2 separate regions of the Danio rerio genome follow, and region 2 is linked to region 1. A link is a contact called in public Micro-C data. All regions are on one chromosome and are shown on one strand. The core of a region is the stretch at or near the end of the contact, and the rest is flanking DNA. Distances in the headings are between cores, read along the strand shown.

Region 1 (5,791 bases), core at 2,989-5,488:
GACTTAAGTGAAATGAGCTTACCTGGTGCTATTAAGGGATGTGAAGAGGACACATTACGACTCATGTTCACTGCTTTCATCTCGGTTTGTCCCTCCTCTGCCTTCTTCACTCCATCCGAGGAAGCAGCGTTCAGGTTGTTTTTCCCGGCACCAGTGCTCTGGCTGGGTGTCTTGATAAGTGGGGTGGGCTGAATGGAGACAGGGGTCTGCTTTAGACTCAGTGCCTGGAGTCCTGTGGCCTGAGGGGTGGAAGACACCCCCTGGTGGTTGCGCAGGGCAAGGTTCTGCACCTGTAAAAGTCATAATGTGTCAATAAACCATTGAGTTTAAATATAATGAATTATCAGTTAAATAATAATTTTTATTTGAGTAAACTAGGGTCAAGTATAATTCAAATCCAACCATATGATCCTTATTCTAATGTGCTCAAATTAGAATCTTCAAAGAAAGATTGTAGTATTTTTTAAACATTAAAAATGATTGGAAATAACATATTTTCAACCCAGGCTCATTCTGATTACGCATGGTTATATACATTTTTGGAGAAAGCAAAATACATCCCAGGAGGTACGTTTTTTTTTTTGCAGTTTTTACTTTCACGAATCCGCCAGAGGCTGCTGTGTACGCTTTTTCAGATCTGCTCTTCTCACCTAAATCCACCAGAGGCCGCTGTTGACTAACTTTTACTGACTGACTGACCAACCAATCATCCCCCTACCCTTCCCCTTCCCTAAACCCAACCAAAAGTATTTTGAAAAGCGCATATTGACCCACTGACATACGTGTCGAGCTAACTGGAAAAACTGGTAACAGTGGGAAAGCCGTCCACATGCAGGTAAGCGGCCAGCTGGTAAGCGCGAAAAGAAACAGTGTCATACCGCCTCGTAGCATTCGTTTTAAAGAATAAATGTAGCCATACGTAGCTCTGACTACATAATTCGCATTCTCTAGAAACGTACAGTATTGATCATTGAGTAAATTGGACCAAAGTGGACATAATTTGTTCATTTTATGGTTAGTTTTTTTCACTGTAAACCAAAACTTACCAAATTATGGCTTCAAATCCAAATATTGAAATGAAAATGTAATGACAGTATGTGACTGCAACGTCAAGCTTATATAGGGCTACGTTTTCAGAATGAACCTATTTTGCATATTTTGGAAAACTATATTCTATTAAGAGTAATTTATGTGTTTCTTTAAAATCAGTTTTGTACACAAATTAATAGATGTTTAATAAATGCACCAGTTCCGAATTATATCTGAAATGCCCAGTAATCCTTTAGCATATTTATCAAGACATTCATAATTGAATACTTTAAGATCATTGTTTTGAGTAAAGCAAATTAATAAATGCAAATAGGACATGTTTTAGTACTTTTGGTTGTGCAAATATTATGGTAGTTTGCTTGTGTACCTGTGCAGAGGCAGACTGTGTGTTATTGGTTGTGTTAGTGTCAGACTGTAGAGCAGTTACTGTAGCAGTCGGGGCCAGGATCAGCTGAGAAGACAGAGGGACGGCTCGACCCAGACTTCTGGCTACATGCACAAGATTACTTTGCTGAGCCTGAAATAATCACACATAAGAATGCTCATTAACACAATGTCCTTAGGAATCTATAATATTCACTTACCAGCCACTTTATTAGCTTCACCTTGATAGTACTTGCTCTTGATTCTTTATGGATTTGATTTCATCAATTGTTGGAAACAGTTCGTCACCTTGGAATTATAAGGTTCTATCTGCGTTCTGAATGATTTTGAGATAATGAGCTTTAAAGTTTTTGCATTCCATAGCAAACAGTGTGTGTGTAACATTTGTTTTTTAAATAAAAAGTCTTAAAATGTGAACAACTTAAAAAAAACATCCCATAATGTAAATAATTTGTCATTTAATAAAAATATGTCAATATCTCAATTTTGACAAAAATGTCGGATAGAACCTTAGAATTCTAAGGTGACGAATTTCCAAAATGTTTATGCCACATTGACATGAGAGCATAATGTAACTGGTAAAGATTTAATACCGAGAAAAGTGCAGATCTCCATGTACATCACTATTGGATTGAGGTCTGCTGAATGTGGATGCCTTTTGAGAACAGCGAACTCATTGTCATGTTCAAGAACCCAGTTTAGGATGATTTAAGCTGTTACTTGACTGTTTACTAGTATCCTGCTGGAAGTAGCCATCGTAATATTAGTACACTGTGGTCATAAAGGGATGGATAGCAACAATACTCAGGTAGGCTGTGGAGTTTAAACAATGGCTTAAATTGTTGCTTCTGATGGGTCCAAAGTGTATAAAGAAAAACTAACCTATTTTTGCACCAGCTTGAACCTTTTAAATAAGGGCAGATGGATCTGTTTTCAGGCTAAATGTTGACCCTAGCATCCAAAAATAAAGACTAAGGGCCCTATCATACACCCGGCGCAGTGTGGCGCAAGGCGTGACGCAGTAGTCTTTTGGTAGTTTAAGCTTGGCGCAAGAGTCGTTTTGAGGCGTTGCGCTACACTGTTTAAATAGCAAATGCATTAGCGCTCATTTGTGCCCCCATAGGCGTTCTGAGGCAGACTGCTGGCGTGTTGCTATTTTAAGAAACTATAATAGATTTTTCATTAGACCAAAACTAACCTGGTCTAAACTCCGGCACAGAGTTGCGCCTCGCTTACCCACTGCTTAATACGCACAAGAGAGCAATAGGCAAATATCTTTACATATAAAAAATGTAAATATTAAGGATATATATATATATATATATATATATATATATATATATATATATATATATATAGGATATAATAAGAATAGATATAGAATATAAATATAAAGGATTAAAATATTACAAAACATATTATTTTCTAGCCTACATAAATATGAAAAATCACTGCTTTTATGTCTTCCTCATCTCAGGAGGCTTTTTAGTTCATTCACAATAATTTGCTTTTGTATAATGTTATTATTATTAGCAGTATTATTTATTATATCCATATGTATATTTGTTTTATTAAAAGCAAGCTTAGATTTGCCCACCTGTCAGGTTTTAGACCATATGGGGCACAGCATGTGTTTTAGGATATAACTCAGGTTTTTGAGCACATTTTGCTATTATTATTCATTTATTCGTTTGCTGGAAATAAGAACTGAATTTAGAAATAGTTTTGAAACGAATATTTGCGCTTAATAAACAAAATTATTTATTTATAGACTAATTGATGTCTGTGCGTAAAGGTTTCCCTATCCAAGAGTGAAAGTGAAAGTGATCCATTATCTCTCATTCTCATGCAGTAGATGCTCTGTTTAACAGCTTTCTGTTAAAAAACTGTCAACTGTTAACTGTTTGCTTGTGAAATGCTCATTTTTCCACTTAGACTTACTTTGCATCCTGTAAATAGCGAATGCGCTCTTGGTGCGACGCAGCTGGCTCTTAAAGGGAATGGGAGATGAGACTCTAATTGGTTTATTCTTAAAACACACCTATAACCCATTAAGAAAATAAACTCAACCCTTTTAGACCATGCGCCGAAGCGCAAGGCATGATTTCCCGTCCCTAAATTAGCAAAAACGCGTCCTGACACGCCCTGAAAGCATTTGCGCCCTGCGTTTTGCGCTTTGCGCATGGACCGTCAAAATAGAGCCCTAACAGACAATGCAAGCTTTCTCCAGACTTCTGTTGTTCACTTTTGGTGGTTAGGCCTATGAATGAATTGTTGGCTCAGTTTGTGCTCTACTTCTGCTGCTGTAGCTTGTCTGCTTCAAGGTTTGATGTAAGTGGTTATGCGAGTTACATTTGCATTTTGTCATTTTGAACCTGCCTGGACATTGTCATCCGACAAGTACTACAACTCACCGGACATTATTTTATAAACCCTAGAGATGTTTCTGGGTAAAAATCCCGTCTCTGAAATATTTAGACCAGTCTTTACAGTATGTATGACACGAACAAACCCGATAAATTCAATTCAATCATCTTTCCTCCCCATTTTGTTGATCAGTTTGAATTTTAGCAAATGTTTACGTTCTCAAATTCATTGAGTTGCTATCACGTGATCCACCAATTCGATATTTGCATTAACAAGCAGTTAAACAGGTGTTCCTTATAATCTGGCCGGTGAGTGTACATAAAGCAGCTCCACAAACATTAGAAACTCTTGTGTTTGTAGGTAAGCAGGTGTGCTCACCATCTGTGCCCGCAGGTACATTTGAGCTTGGCTGGCTGTCAGGGTGGAGCTCGAGGCGTTGCCAAGCAACACCGCTTGCTGGGAAATCCCAGATGGGGCGGAGTTTACACTTTGGGCACGACTGATCAGCTGAGCGGCAGCAGGAGATGTGGTTAAATTAATCTGTGGGAGTTAGAGAGCCAGACTTGTGACATGAGAAGCCTATATGTTACGTCACATGCAAAAACAGAATATTGCAACCATTACAACATAAATATATGACAATTTTAGTATAGATGCATCCAAATAAATAAGCTTACTGTCGTCTGTGATGATCCACTCTGAGTAGATGAGGTCCCATTCTGGTTTGAACTCTGTCTACCGGCTGCTAAACTAGCCTGAGTGATAGAAACATGTTAGTCACAAAGAGTAAAGTGTGTTTAGGTGCATTATGTGTATGCGTTGGTATATGTCTACGCATGGTTAAGTCACCTGCTGGACTGCTGCGAGGCTCTGAAGCTGTGCTGTGCTGAGGTGCTGCTGCTGCAGGGCTGCTGTTTGCAACATCAGATGCTGCTGTTGAGCTGCATACATCTGCTGCAGGTACTGCGCTGCGGTGCTGGGCTGCCTATTCAGAGCCTGCTGGATCACCTACCATTTAAGACAGGCAGAGAAATCAGATTAGCATTCATTAATATGCCAAGGGCTTTAAATGCAGAGCAAGAAGGTTCGATTGAGAGCATAAGGAAACTTTAAATTAAGATAAGATTCTCATATATATATATATATATATATATATATATATATATATATATATATATATATATATATATATAATAAGTTTAGATGTATATATATATATATATATATATATATGTGTGTGTGTGTGTGTGTGTGAGTGTGTGTGTGTGTGTATATATATATATATATATATATATATATATACATATATACATTTATATATATATATATATATATATATATATATATATATATATATATATATATATATATATATATATATATATATGTATGTATTAAATGTATAGTCAGATTTTTTTTTCATTCAGTATATTAAAGACCAATTTTTCATCATTATTTTGTCTACATTCATTTACACTAATTTAACAGCTGTGTTTCTCCTTATTGTGTTACGTTATCTCTCATTTTTTTAATCACACAAGGTTCAGAGAAATATCTGAGATTTTGCATTAAACATCAGGTCTGTAAGTGTAAAGTCTGTCAACTGCATTCCTGTTTGTTTAATATTCACTGAGCAGCCTTATTGGTTTGTTCCAGCATGCTCATTCTCAATACTTTGCATATGTCTCCTCCTTTTGATTAGAAAGTGAACTGCAACATGCCTAAAAAGATGCAGATTCTGTTGTTTTTCATTGCTGATTTCGCTTTCTTTGTCAGCCTTAACATTTAATATATTCAATATTGCATTATCCTAATACTAATTTAATTTGAAGCTGTTTTATTTTAACCCAAGTATTGCAAGGCATAAACCGTGGTCAATTTAGAAAACAGTAATACACTAAAATTGCATCGAAAACCTTTTAAATTTTTATGAGATTTCATTAAAAATCACAACCAAAATACATCCAATGTAAATGCTAATTGTGTACTT
Region 2 (5,402 bases), core at 603-3,102, 72 kb before region 1:
CATAATACATGCTATTAACTACTGGCTTATCACCTGCCTATTGTTAAGATATGAACTGTCATTAGCAGTTATAAAGTATGATTGTATTCTACATCCTCAATCCTACCCAAAACCCATTCCCAACTTCTACCCTACTAACTATTAATAAACAGCTAACTAGTAGTTAATTAGGATAGTAAAGTGTTACCAAATATTTGTTCAAAACCTGGAAAAGTCCCTTAAAAAATCAGCAGTGTTTGACAGGATCGAGTTGTTGATTTGCGCTTGCTAGCTGCTAGATGACAGCATCAGATCTGGTTCTTTGCTGTTCTCCGAGCTGCTGTTGCGTCCGCAACCGACAGTCATATGAGCAAAGTGAGCAGCTCGCAGGGTGGCAGGAGAAGGCGGCGTTTCGGCCAGGCCTGGTTTTTTGGGTGGGATTGGAGGCGGGATCCCTCTGTCCGCTCTGGGTATAGTCGGAGACCTGATAGTTGGAGACAACATCCCAGACTGGACCACAGCACGATAATCAGTGCCGAAAGGAGAACTGTTTGAAGATGTTGATTTGCTGGGACTTTGAGGAGTGCTAAAGCGACTGAGCATGGTGCCACGGGGGGCTTGTTTTGAAGAAATGATATCTGGTGAAGTTGGACAAGGCGAAATGTCATGTGGACAGTTTATAGTAGAAGAAACAGGGTTTGGATCTTGATCACTGGTGCCTTGAAACTTGTGACGGGCTGCATGGAAGCGCTGGTGGATGCCGGCCTGATAGGCAGCTTGTATGTCTGGGGATTGAGAGGCTTGTGAAGTGGTCCCATTGCTTAACAAACTCGGCTTCTCAGCATCTTCCACCATAGAAATGTGGTGGCCATTGACTGAATCTGTTGTCTCTTTCCCTAACGTCTCTAATTCTTCTTGTAGTGCGTTACAGCGTGCTTCCTCTTTTCGTAATCTCAGCCCGAGCTGTTCTCTTTCAGTGTCGAACTCTGCCAGCAGCTCTTCTCGTCTCGCCTCCATCTGCATAGCCCTCTTCTTTTCCTCTTCAAGCTCCGCCCTCAGAGTCTGATTGGCAGCTCGCTCGCGCTCGAGTCGCTGGCTGAGTTCGGCAGCACGCTGGGACTCCTCGTAAGCACGGGTGCCGGAGCGTTTGCACTCCCGACTCAGTGCCGTCATGAGCTGTTTTTGCTGGACTTGCTGCTCATTCAGCTGATCGTGCAGCCGCTTGTTCTCACGCTCCATTCGGGACGTCTTCGACTTTTCAAACTCTAACTAAACAAGTGTATATAAAGATAAAAAATACACAAATTAGTTGGAAATACATTGACAGATTTATACATTTACAAGAAAACAGAAACACTCAAGTCAAAAGTTTGGGGTCGGTTTATAATGATTTCGAAAAGTCTCTCTGCTCAACAAGGCTATATTTGTTAGAAAAAATGGAGTAAAAATTGTCAACTTATAGGTTGTTTTGAATCATGTGGTTGTGGTAATGCGCGAAATTCAGATGGAGGGCAGGAAGTACTAAACTGAATGGGAGTCATAGAGGAAAGTCCATATTTTTGTGATACCATATTTCAAAGGAGATATAAATAGAAAATAGCTACATATGTTGGGCATGATCCTTATATCATGAGTTTTCAACTAAACTAAACTATTTGCCTGTCATCAAGGCGGTAGATACTGTATAAGCGACAACCCTTATAAGTACTAATAATATATGTATATTTTAACAAAACAAAAACACTCGGCTAGATTAGGATTAAAGCCTGCACCCTAGCAGTAACTCAAATCAAGATGACAGTAATCCTGTGCACCTGCTGCAGGAGGCGCTCTCGCTCCTTCTCCAGAATGTAAGTGACGTCATCTCCTTCTGCTGTATCTTCAGCGTGCTTCCTCTTCTCCTCCTCCAGATCAGCGATGACCTGAAAGCACCACACAGGGGCGACAGAATGACAGAGAGATGAGCTGATGATAAACCAATCCAATCTCTTCTTAACCTGATACACACTCCGCTAAATCCAATTGAAATGAGCATTATGAGTATTGAAGACAGTGGCTTTTATACAGTGTAAACCAGGCTTCTGCTGATATCAAATGTTCTTATGATTATTCACTGAAGCTTTTATCACTATATATGGTATTAGCACAATGTTGACTAAAAAGATTACTTTAACAGGTATAATCACAATAAAGCTTAGTGTGTTGCTTTATTACATATACATGTTTCAAAGTTTAAATTTAAACTGCAAAGGGATTATAAAATAAAACAGGTCACACTACAGTATAGTCTTACTAGTCATTGGATTAAAATCAACAGAGTGAAATAGCAATATCGTAGATGTGCTAAAAAACTGAACTGAATTGGTTATTAACATTTAATAAAGCGATTACGATTTTAGATTTTAATGTGTCATCATGCATTAACTAAGAAATTAATTCAACATCATGCTTTCATCAGGTGCAAACTTTTATTATGAAGGGCCAAACTTTATTAAGTGTGGTGGGCTGAAGGTAAATAAACCTAACTATTAGATTAAAGCTCCCATGGTAGTTTCCTTATTTATTTATATAAAAAAACAATTTAATTGTATTAATAATCATATATATTGTTTTACATTTTAAAATGAACTTCTTACATTAAAAACATAAACAATCCCATTTATAACACAACAGTGTTCATAATGATTTGCTCGTCGATGATTCTTCGAGTGAAAGTATTTACATTTTTTAAAATCTTATTCATGCAAAACATTATATATCCATAATGTTATTCATGATTTATTGTTAACTTATTATCTAAAATATTTGAATGAACCTTTATTTATCGATGATGACCATGTTTATTATTTATACTAATATAATAACAATAACTATTATTATTATTTATACGATGATGACCATGTTTATTATTTATACTAATATAATAACAATAACTATTATTATTATTTATACGATGATGACCATGTTTATTATTAATACTAATATAATAACAATAACTATTATTATTATTTATACGATGATGACCATGTTTATTATTTATACTAATATAATAACAATAACTATTATTATTATTTATGCGATGATGACCATGTTTATTATTTATACTAATATAATAACAATAACTATTATTATTATTTATGCGATGATGACCATGTTTATTATTAATACTAATATAATAATAATTATTATTATTTATACAATGATGACCATGTTTATTATTTATACTAATAAAATTATTATTATTATTTATACGATGATGACCATGTTTATTACTTATACTAATATAATAATAATTATTATTATTTTTATTTATACAATGATGAACATGTTTATTATTTATAAAAATATAATAATAATTTTGCACTTGAATATGATACACTCCCCAAAAAACCATAAAGCACAGTTTCATTCATTTTTATTTTTGCTTTATATACTCATAATTTATTCAAATTTAATCGGATACATTGCATAGAAAAAAGTCTTGATCATCCCAGTTGATATCATATCACAGCAGAACAAAATATTGCAATGTCAGATTTTTCCAATATCGTGCAGCCCTAGCCTTTACGTAGATTACTTTCAATGTCGTAAGCCAGGTTAATGTATTAAGCATCAAATTCTGCAATCTGAATATATAGACCCTCTAAAAGTTTAAATGCTAAATAATTATTCACATATTTTGAAGTGTTTATGATAACAATCCATGTTTATTATCGTGATGCATTTAATCTCAGTGTAAGTGGAGTATAAACTCACCCTTCTGTGTCTGTTCTCTGCAGCCGCCAGCTGTTTCAACATCTTCTCCTGCATCCGCCTGCAGTGTCCCACCACCAGCTTCAGCACCGCTAAAGGATCTGAACGAGCCTTGGCCCCACAAACCCCATCCCGTCTCTGAGATGAACTCGCTCTGTCTTCTCTGGTCTGGCTGGAGCTCTGGAGGGTCTCGCTGTCTCTCTGCAGGGCCAGGAACGGGTCACTCAGGTTGTATTTTCCGTATCGTTCACACACGTATGAATCTTTATGCTGGGCCTATAGTGAAAGAAGAGGGGTTTATTTCATCACATTTTGGGTTTATTAGATTTCTGCGCATTAGTGTTTAAAGAAATGATGGGAAGGGGCGGCACGATGGCCTCACAGCAAGAAGGTTGCTGGATCGAGTCCTGGCTAGGCCAGTTGGCATTTCTGTGTGTGGAGTTTGCATGTTCTCCCCATGTGGTGTGGGTTTCCTTTTGTGCTTCGGTTTCCCCCACAGTCCAAAGACATGCGGTACAGGTGAATTGAATAAATTGGCCGTGATGTAGGAGTGCGTGTGTAAATGTGTATGGGTGTTTCCCAGTACTGGGTTGTGACTGGAGGGGCATCAGCTGTGTAAAACATGTGCCAGAATAGTTGGCAGTTCATTCCGCTGTGGCAACCCCTGATAAATAAGGGACTAAGTGGAAGGAAAATGAATAAAAGAGATGATGGAAAATTGAAATTTATACAATCTTTTTACATGAAATGGCTATTTGAGATTAGTTATTTTGGTATTAATGGGAACTTATGGGTTATTTTTGTTGCTTCCAATCAAAACAATAACTTCTGCTGACATAGCCTAAAACATTTAGCCAAGCTTGTTAATAGTGGGGGAAATTTATTGGCCATATGTTCCATTTTTTAGTATATATTTTGGGGTTTTTCACCTTTATTATACAGGACAGTAGAGATGAGACAGGAAAACATAAGGAGCAGAAAGAGGGGGGAAGGATCAGCAAAGGACCTCGAGCAGGGACTCGAACTCGGGTCACCGTGAGCACCTCAGTGCTATATGTCGGCACACTATATGTACATTATTTCAGTAAAACATAAAAATAAATAAATAACAGGCAGAAAAAATAGGCAAACGCATCTATTTTTACACATTTAATAATTCATTAAAATGATAAAGATGCAACAAAAACGATTATTTCATTGTAATACTGTAGTGTTTAATAATAATAATAATAATAAATAATAAAAATAACAATCATTCAAAAGTATAATGAGTTTTTATTTAAGCAGAAAGATCATAAAGAAACTTCTATTTGTATTCTAAACCCTTCATGTTTGCTGCCACCACATATATAAACATATCTCCATACAAATATGGAAAAATGTTTGCCCTTTGTTGAATTTTCAAAAGCATTTTTGTAAGCAAACCAAACCTGAGACACTGAAAACACTGCGAAAAAAAGAGATGAGAAAAAAAGTCACATGATCAAATCACACACACATACACACATTCATCATTCATTAATTTTCTTTTCAGCTTAGTCCCTTTATTAATCCGGGGTCGCCACAGCGGAATGAACCGCCAACTTATCCAGCAAGTTTTTACACAGCGGATGCCTTTCCAGCCGCAACCCATCTCTGGGAAACATTCACACACACACTCATACACTACG

Evidence for each region. A called contact is a pair of places that touch in the nucleus more often than the background predicts.
Region 2: a contact with region 1 is called in a Micro-C map of caudal fin, with 17 times the contacts expected there. The contact joins two enhancer-like sites. A contact is called at or near these places in 3 of 18 Hi-C or Micro-C datasets (caudal fin, hematopoietic stem cells and an unstated tissue).

The regions. Positions count from the first base shown.
Region 1 is chr6:50,698,483-50,704,273 of GRCz12tu, reverse strand. It overlaps phc2b (polyhomeotic homolog 2b (Drosophila)), which reads right to left. Exons shown (of 15, transcript NM_201202.3): 3 at 4,651-4,809; 4 at 4,479-4,556; 5 at 4,180-4,341; 6 at 1,418-1,567; 7 at 23-290. The region is part of intron 2 of LOC141386356 (a long non-coding RNA gene); the gene reads left to right. Among named protein-coding and RNA genes, the nearest start is that of phc2b, 15 kb to the right of the region's middle. Within about 2 kb of position 4,238, at least 3 of the 62 cell types and tissues checked have an H3K27ac peak or open chromatin away from gene starts, as enhancers often do.
Region 2 is chr6:50,768,166-50,773,567 of GRCz12tu, reverse strand. It overlaps cttnbp2nla (CTTNBP2 N-terminal like a), which reads right to left. Exons shown (of 5, transcript XM_003198835.6): 3 at 3,736-4,008; 4 at 1,794-1,901; 5 at 1-1,248. The coding sequence ends at 268. It overlaps LOC141386357 (a long non-coding RNA gene), which reads left to right. Exons shown (of 3, transcript XR_012408209.1): 3 at 3,759-4,910. Among named protein-coding and RNA genes, the nearest start is that of wnt2ba, 14 kb to the left of the region's middle. Within about 2 kb of position 1,852, at least 28 of the 62 cell types and tissues checked have an H3K27ac peak or open chromatin away from gene starts, as enhancers often do.